2 separate regions of the Danio rerio genome follow, and region 1 is linked to region 2. Evidence: chromatin contacts called from public HiCAR-type data. All regions are on one chromosome and are shown on one strand. The core of a region is the stretch at or near the end of the contact, and the rest is flanking DNA. Distances in the headings are between cores, read along the strand shown.

Region 1 (3,282 bases), core at 54-2,553, 190 kb before region 2:
ACCACCACCACCTCCACATGCTTTCACAGCAGTTTCAGTTTCACCGATCCCTGAGGAGCTGAACATTTTCCATGGTAACCAGTTGCTGCCAAAGTACCATAGCTATTCAACAACTAAAATATGTTACTAAAGTACATTTGCATACCAAGCACTGATTTGTTTGATTTAATGTCAGATTTGCTTTTGAAAGCATCTGATTGGATACAAATTTGTGCAATGCAGCATGAGTCATCATCCTTTTAAGATTTATATATTCACTACTGAAATTAAGAAAACATACAAAACATTTATAATACTTCTGATTGCATTACTTTAAGACAATCCCATAACCCATTAAACACTTGGTTAAAAAATTTTATCGAAAGGTCTTCAATATAACTGGTGAACCCTTCAAAATTCTGAATTTGGGTAAAAAAATAAAATGTGTTGTCAAACATCAAAAGAGTAAAGGTGCACTTTTCTGTACCGCAGTTAGAATGCACCATTTTAATTTAATTCATTTAGATATATAGCCAAAAATAAGGAATATTGTACAATAATTTCAAACTAAAACATGATTTAGTACAACAATAAGTTATTTTACTAAACATTAAATGTATATAATAAAAAAAGTATGTGAATATACAGAGACATTTTATATAACATTGATCCAAATCAAAATGCCACAACAATAGATAAACATGCTATATTTAATCATAACATACTGCAGAGCTGAACAACAAAGTACAGGTCTTGTATATATTTTTATTTATAAAATTATAAATTATCAACAGCAGAAAGCACTAAATTGGTAATAATAATATCTCAATATCTCAATAAATATATCTCAAAAGAACTGTACAGATATGATCTTTTCCTTTCATTATCAACTCAATCTGTGCTGATCACAACAACAAACTGCTGTGATATGCTATTTAATGAGTGAGACGAGCTTCAATTACACACATAAACAACTAGAAAGCTATTCTTATTACATCCACTTCACATCCAAACATATTGCATCTCTGTGTTCTGACATCTGATAACTTTTTGCCACGTACTACACATATCCTGCTAGCAATGTAAACAAAGCACACGCGCTTCCGACAACCTGTTGTTGCAACATTGTGAGACATAGTTTCATGGTAACTTATATAACTTATATTATTTAACAATGAATATGTATCCCTCGAAATATGTCACAATTCTTAACCGAATTAAGTCAGAGATAGTGTAAAAAACACAGCGACCAGACAAAAAGAAGTGTATGGGAATATTTACATACCGATATCGTGTTGTTGAGCCTAAGCAGATTGTAGCTCTCACTCGCTCCCGGTGAATCTGCTACAATGCCACACCTTATTCGCAGCTGATTGGACGGTTGTAACAGCGCTGTTCGATGCTCCACCTTAAAATCCATACGATTGGACTGTTAAAGCAGCGCTGATTCAAATAACCAATCAGGAGTGAGCTAGGTGAAACATCTCAGAAAGTTTTTCTCAAACATAATCACGAGGGGAGTAAAAATGGATTTCATAAATGATGAATATTATATTATATTATATTATATTATATTATATTATATTATATTATATTATATTATATTATATTATATTATATTATATTATATTATATTATATTATATTATAACACAAAATCATTAAAAGATGCTGATAAAATCTCACATTAAATCAAGTTTAATTTTGTAAAATTATTGAGTAAAGAATCATCAAAGTTACTGGTAAACACTACTCCATATTTTATTTTGAATTGTTAGTGTGTTATTTTGAAACGATTTCAGTGAGTATTTTTGTTTCTGGGCATTCTTTAAAAGACTGAACACGGTCATAGATTTACATTTGTTAATGTATTTACGTCTAATCAGCACACGTTTTTCCGTCTGCTGGATGTAAATTATTGTTTTGGGGTGTATGTGTGTCTTAGCATATCAGTTTTGGCTATGCACTCTATCTAGTAGCTTGTATATTTCTCTTTTAACATCATTATTCGTAGGAAGGTATTTTATCATTGCTACATATTACATACATTAACTGTAATCGAATTACCTGTTTTTATGTTTTATTTAATTTTTATGCATTTCTGAATTATGTAAATTGCAAAACGTAAGTGTCTCCAATAGGGGGCGACAAAGTTCTTATAACGCCTTATGTTGCAATGAACTCTAAGAGATTGATTTTGGGAAATAATATGATATAAAAAGCGTTAATCAGATAAATATAGTCCTGTTGTGTTTTTTTATGTATAACAAGAAGCAGGCCAGTGCATATATATCTTCCAAAAGCCTCCAGATTTCATTTTTCCTGAGGACTGAAACCTTACTTTCAATCCACAGGTAGGTCTATCAAACTGTATGATCACCAAGACCTCAGACAGCTGTGTGTTGGTTACAGGCTCTTTGAACCCATTCCTGTCTATCAACCTGTCATGCTTTGAAAAAAGCCAGGGACCTTTTCCTGGGAACCCAAGAGAACGAAAAAGTAAAAAAAAAAAAAAAAAAGTGTAAACAAAAACAACTTTCAAGCCACCACATCCGTCAGTGAAAGAAAAGCTTTATTTTTAGCATTAGCAGCGGGGTGATTTCTGGCGCTCTGTACGTGAAATGGCAGAGACCCCTGCTGAGCTCTCGGAGTCCTTAATGAAACCTCTCAGTCTCTCTCTCACACACACACACACACACACTCTCGGCTGTCTGTGCCCGCGCGCGTTTGTGAGTGTGTGAGCGAGTTGCATAACTACTAGTGACGCCTGTGCCTTTCTCACTGTTGCCAGGGAGGACGGGCATCTGCCCTCCCGTAGAGCAGTCATCACGTCATTACTGTAGTCAAACATCTGAGCCCTCGAGTAAAACTGTGCTGACGAAGATGTTTGTCTTCAGAGATTACAGATTACAGATCCAGATGGAAAAACTGCTCAGAGGTGCTGAGGGACTACAGTCGTTGGTTCAGATATTAACTTTTCTATTAGAAGAAATAATTTAGATGCAAATGAATAATGCTGAAAAAGAAAATGAAGTAGGTCTACTAAAAAACAGAATGAATATATAGAAATAGAACTGACCTTCATGTCTATGCCCTGCAGGCACAAGATGTCAGATTGACCTTGTACCCCAACGTCATGGGACATTAGCCCTTTTCACACAGTGATACCAGTAAATATTCTGAAAATTTCTGGAACAACTTTACCTGTAAATAAAAAAAGCGCTGTTCACACAGGCAAGGACGTTATGGAATTTTCCCAGAAAAGATCATTCACACATCCTTTCCAAAATACCGCTAAATTCTG
Region 2 (3,263 bases), core at 377-2,876:
CATTTAGACGCTAGGTTGTAAATCCAACATTTTTTTCCAGCAAAACAGCTTCAATGCCACAAGCTTTTTTTTCTTCCAAAAGGGACACTGCTATCAAGGTATTTTCAGAACTTTTTTTTTTTTCAGACAAAAATGGAAACTCTTGTGGAAAACACAAACTCAGCATCTCGGATTCCCAGAAAGAACTTGCTATAGCACTGTGGCAAAGAGACTTGCAGACAGACAACCACAAAAAGCTCAGAGCTCAGCAGAATGGCCAGAGTTACCAGAGTCCAGCTCTAATGACAATAAATCCACAGCAGACTGTGGATGAGCACAACTTAATGCTCATGAATGCAAATGAACTGAGAGAACACAGAGCATGCATCCAACACAGGACTTTCAGCTGTTGTATCCAAGCAAGCGTGCACAGAAAAGACAGCTGAACCGAAGCCTTGCAACTTAAAACTCTCAGATTACAACAAAAAAAGATTTGATTTCCAAGCTCAGCTTTAAAAATCTGGAATGAGCAGCACAGAGGTAAGATTAAGTCTGCTTATCCTAAAGAATAAGAACACAATTAAGCATTTTAGGAAGTACACACAAACACAAACATTGGTTTTGGTGGTTTATGAGGACTCTCCATAGTCATAATACATTTTATACTGTAAAAAGTGTTTATTATGTGGCCTATCCTACCCCTAAACCCCACCCTTAAAGGAAACCTGTGGCATATAAATATGAAATTGAAGCATTTTGAATTATGAGGACACATGTCATGTCCTCATAAACCATCTCAACGTTGTAATACCTAGGTCAAACAAATTTATGTACTTGTAAACCACTAAAACCAGTGCACACACACAAGCAATAGCTCACTGCATAGTTTCCCAGCAGTCTCCTTGGTTTAAGCGGGTGAAACGTCTTGAAGCGATGTGGCTCACTTCTTCTCCCCTGCTCTGACTTGTTTTCCACCCAGCGAGCGTCGATTCAAACTTCACTCTGCTGTATTTGTTGACAAGTCTCGGAGCAAAGTTCCCTGTGCAGAACCCTGGGTGCTGAACTTGAGAACAGCAAATACAAACAATAACAGCCAGGAGAGAGTGCCCTACCCCCTGAGGGACAGATGTTACATTATCGGCACTAAGAAAAACATCAAGCGGTCTACTAGAGGAGCGAGAAGACAAGCTCCCGGTCTAGACCTCTTCCAAAAACACACTTTACAGCTGCAGTGACTTCCATTCCTCTGTGACAGGAGCGTGCCCTCCTTCAGAGTCTGCTGTCACAATATTTCATCCTTGGCGTAAGTAGCACATGTCCCACGCGTAACTAGACTCACCAGCCCGGAGCTCCCAGCGGCGTCTATATATGCCCACGAATGCTCTCGCACACCGGCTGCTGACTCCTGACAAAAAAGCGAAAGCCCTGATACATTACAGCAAGAATGATCAATCACACACACAAACCTTTTTAATCCAGATCGTCCCCTGATTGGCTGCCTCTGCATGAGCTCCAGATTTTTAAATCCGACTGGTTAATCCCTCCATTTCTCTCAGATTCAGTGTTTCAGCAGTGACCACAGTTGGCTCTAACATTCACTGAGCTTTTTTCTCTCCCTCCCTCTTTCTCTCTCTCTCTTTGCACTCTGTTCTGAGACCACTTGCTGTGCTCTGGAACTAAGGGAGCCTGATGAGGAAGGAAGAGCCTCGCTGGGTCCTAGTGTCTCCAGTGTTGACTGAAAGAATGCCATTGTTCGGTGTGTAACCCAGGGCTACACTCTACAGACGGCTGCGGAGTCCTGCGCTGTGCTACATCCACTGTTGGAGTGTGTGTTGTTGGACAGTGATGGAAAGATGATTAACATGCATTACCTGGAGGAAAAATTTTTATATTATTGGTAAATTTGAAACATTTTATATGGTAAATAAAAATATTAATGATAAGAAATCCAAACATTTTTCTTTATTTTTAGTATTTTTTCATATTTTTATTTATTGTGAAATCTGTGTCGTGCTTTTTAGAAATATATAAAAAAATGTCATATGTGGTAATAAATATTTCTTAATCAAACAGAAATTCGATTTCTGTAACAAAAAAGACAGTTTGTCATTATTTTTCAATTGAATAAATCTTGTTTAAAAGATGTTGACCTGACATAAATAAACAAATAAAAAAAATAATTAATAATTCAATAATTTATTTAATTAATTAATTAATTAATTAAGTCATACATATTGTTTGAGTCTTGGCTTAGTCTAACAAACTGAACTTCATAGCTCTTTGCATATTTAAATACTGATGTTATACATTTATACATTTGATATAAAGTTTTCCTTAATATTTTCTACTGTCCTAGCCAACATAGGCTCATTCTGAAATTGTAGCCCTATATACGTTTCTGTAGATCGTGAATTATGTAGCCAGATCTGTGTATGGATGCATTTCGTCTTTAAAATGAACGCTACAGGGTGGTATGATGGCTTTCCTTTTCTCACTTACCAGCTGACCACTTTGACCACGGCTTTCACGCTGTTACTAGTTTGTCCGGTAGCTCGACACGTACCTTGGCAAACTTGAGATGCAAAGTGGAGTTGACAACGACGAGGTTCAAGTCTGGTGAAGACAAAAACAGAAGCCAAAAAATAAAATGAACAAGTAAATAACAGGGTGAGAAAGTGGTAAAATCTGAAAATGTGGTAAAAATCAGGGGACTTTTCTTTTTCTGGATTGCTTTTGAAAACTGTCAGTTGGGTTTAGGGAAGGGGGTGGGTGGGTCAATTAATGTTTTTGAAAACCCTGGTTTGGTTTAGGGAAAGAGGTGGGCGGGTCAATCGATGCTTGTGAAAACAATGGTTGGGTTTAGGGAAGGGGGTGGGCGGGTCAATCGATGCTTGTGAAAACAATGGTTGGGTTTAGGGAAGGGGGTGGGCGGGTCAATCGATGCTTGTGAAAACAATGGTTGGGTTTAGGGAAGGGGGTGGGCGGGTCAATCGATGCTTGTGAAAACAATGGTTGGGTTTAGGGAAGGGGATGGGCGGGTCAATCAATGAGTGTGAAAATAATGGTTGGGATTAGGGAAGGGGGTGGGCGGGTCAATTGATAATTTTGAAAACACTGGTTGGGTTTAGGAAAGGGGTGTACGGGTCATTCGATGATTTTGAAAGCACTGGTTTGGTTTAGGGAATGAGGTGGGTGGGTCAATCAATGCTTTTGAAAACACTATTGGTTGGGTTTAGGGAAGAGGGAGGGTGGGGGTGGTCTGTCGGTTGGTCAGTCAGTTAGTT

The links. HiCAR-type assays count read pairs that join an accessible place to other places.
Region 1: a HiCAR-type map of caudal fin shows a contact between it and region 2, with 5 times the contacts expected there. The contact joins the promoter of ston2 here to the promoter of foxn3 in region 2. A contact is called at or near these places in 1 of 18 Hi-C or Micro-C datasets (an unstated tissue) and 2 of 4 datasets of contacts at active chromatin or transcription factors (caudal fin and embryo).

Annotation. Positions count from the first base shown.
Region 1 is chr17:18,015,948-18,019,229 of GRCz12tu, reverse strand. ston2 (stonin 2) reads right to left here and starts at 1,303. Exons shown (of 7, transcript NM_001033743.1): 1 at 1,265-1,303.
Region 2 is chr17:17,825,388-17,828,650 of GRCz12tu, reverse strand. It overlaps foxn3 (forkhead box N3), which reads right to left and starts at 1,626. Exons shown (of 6, transcript NM_001045263.2): 1 at 1,446-1,626.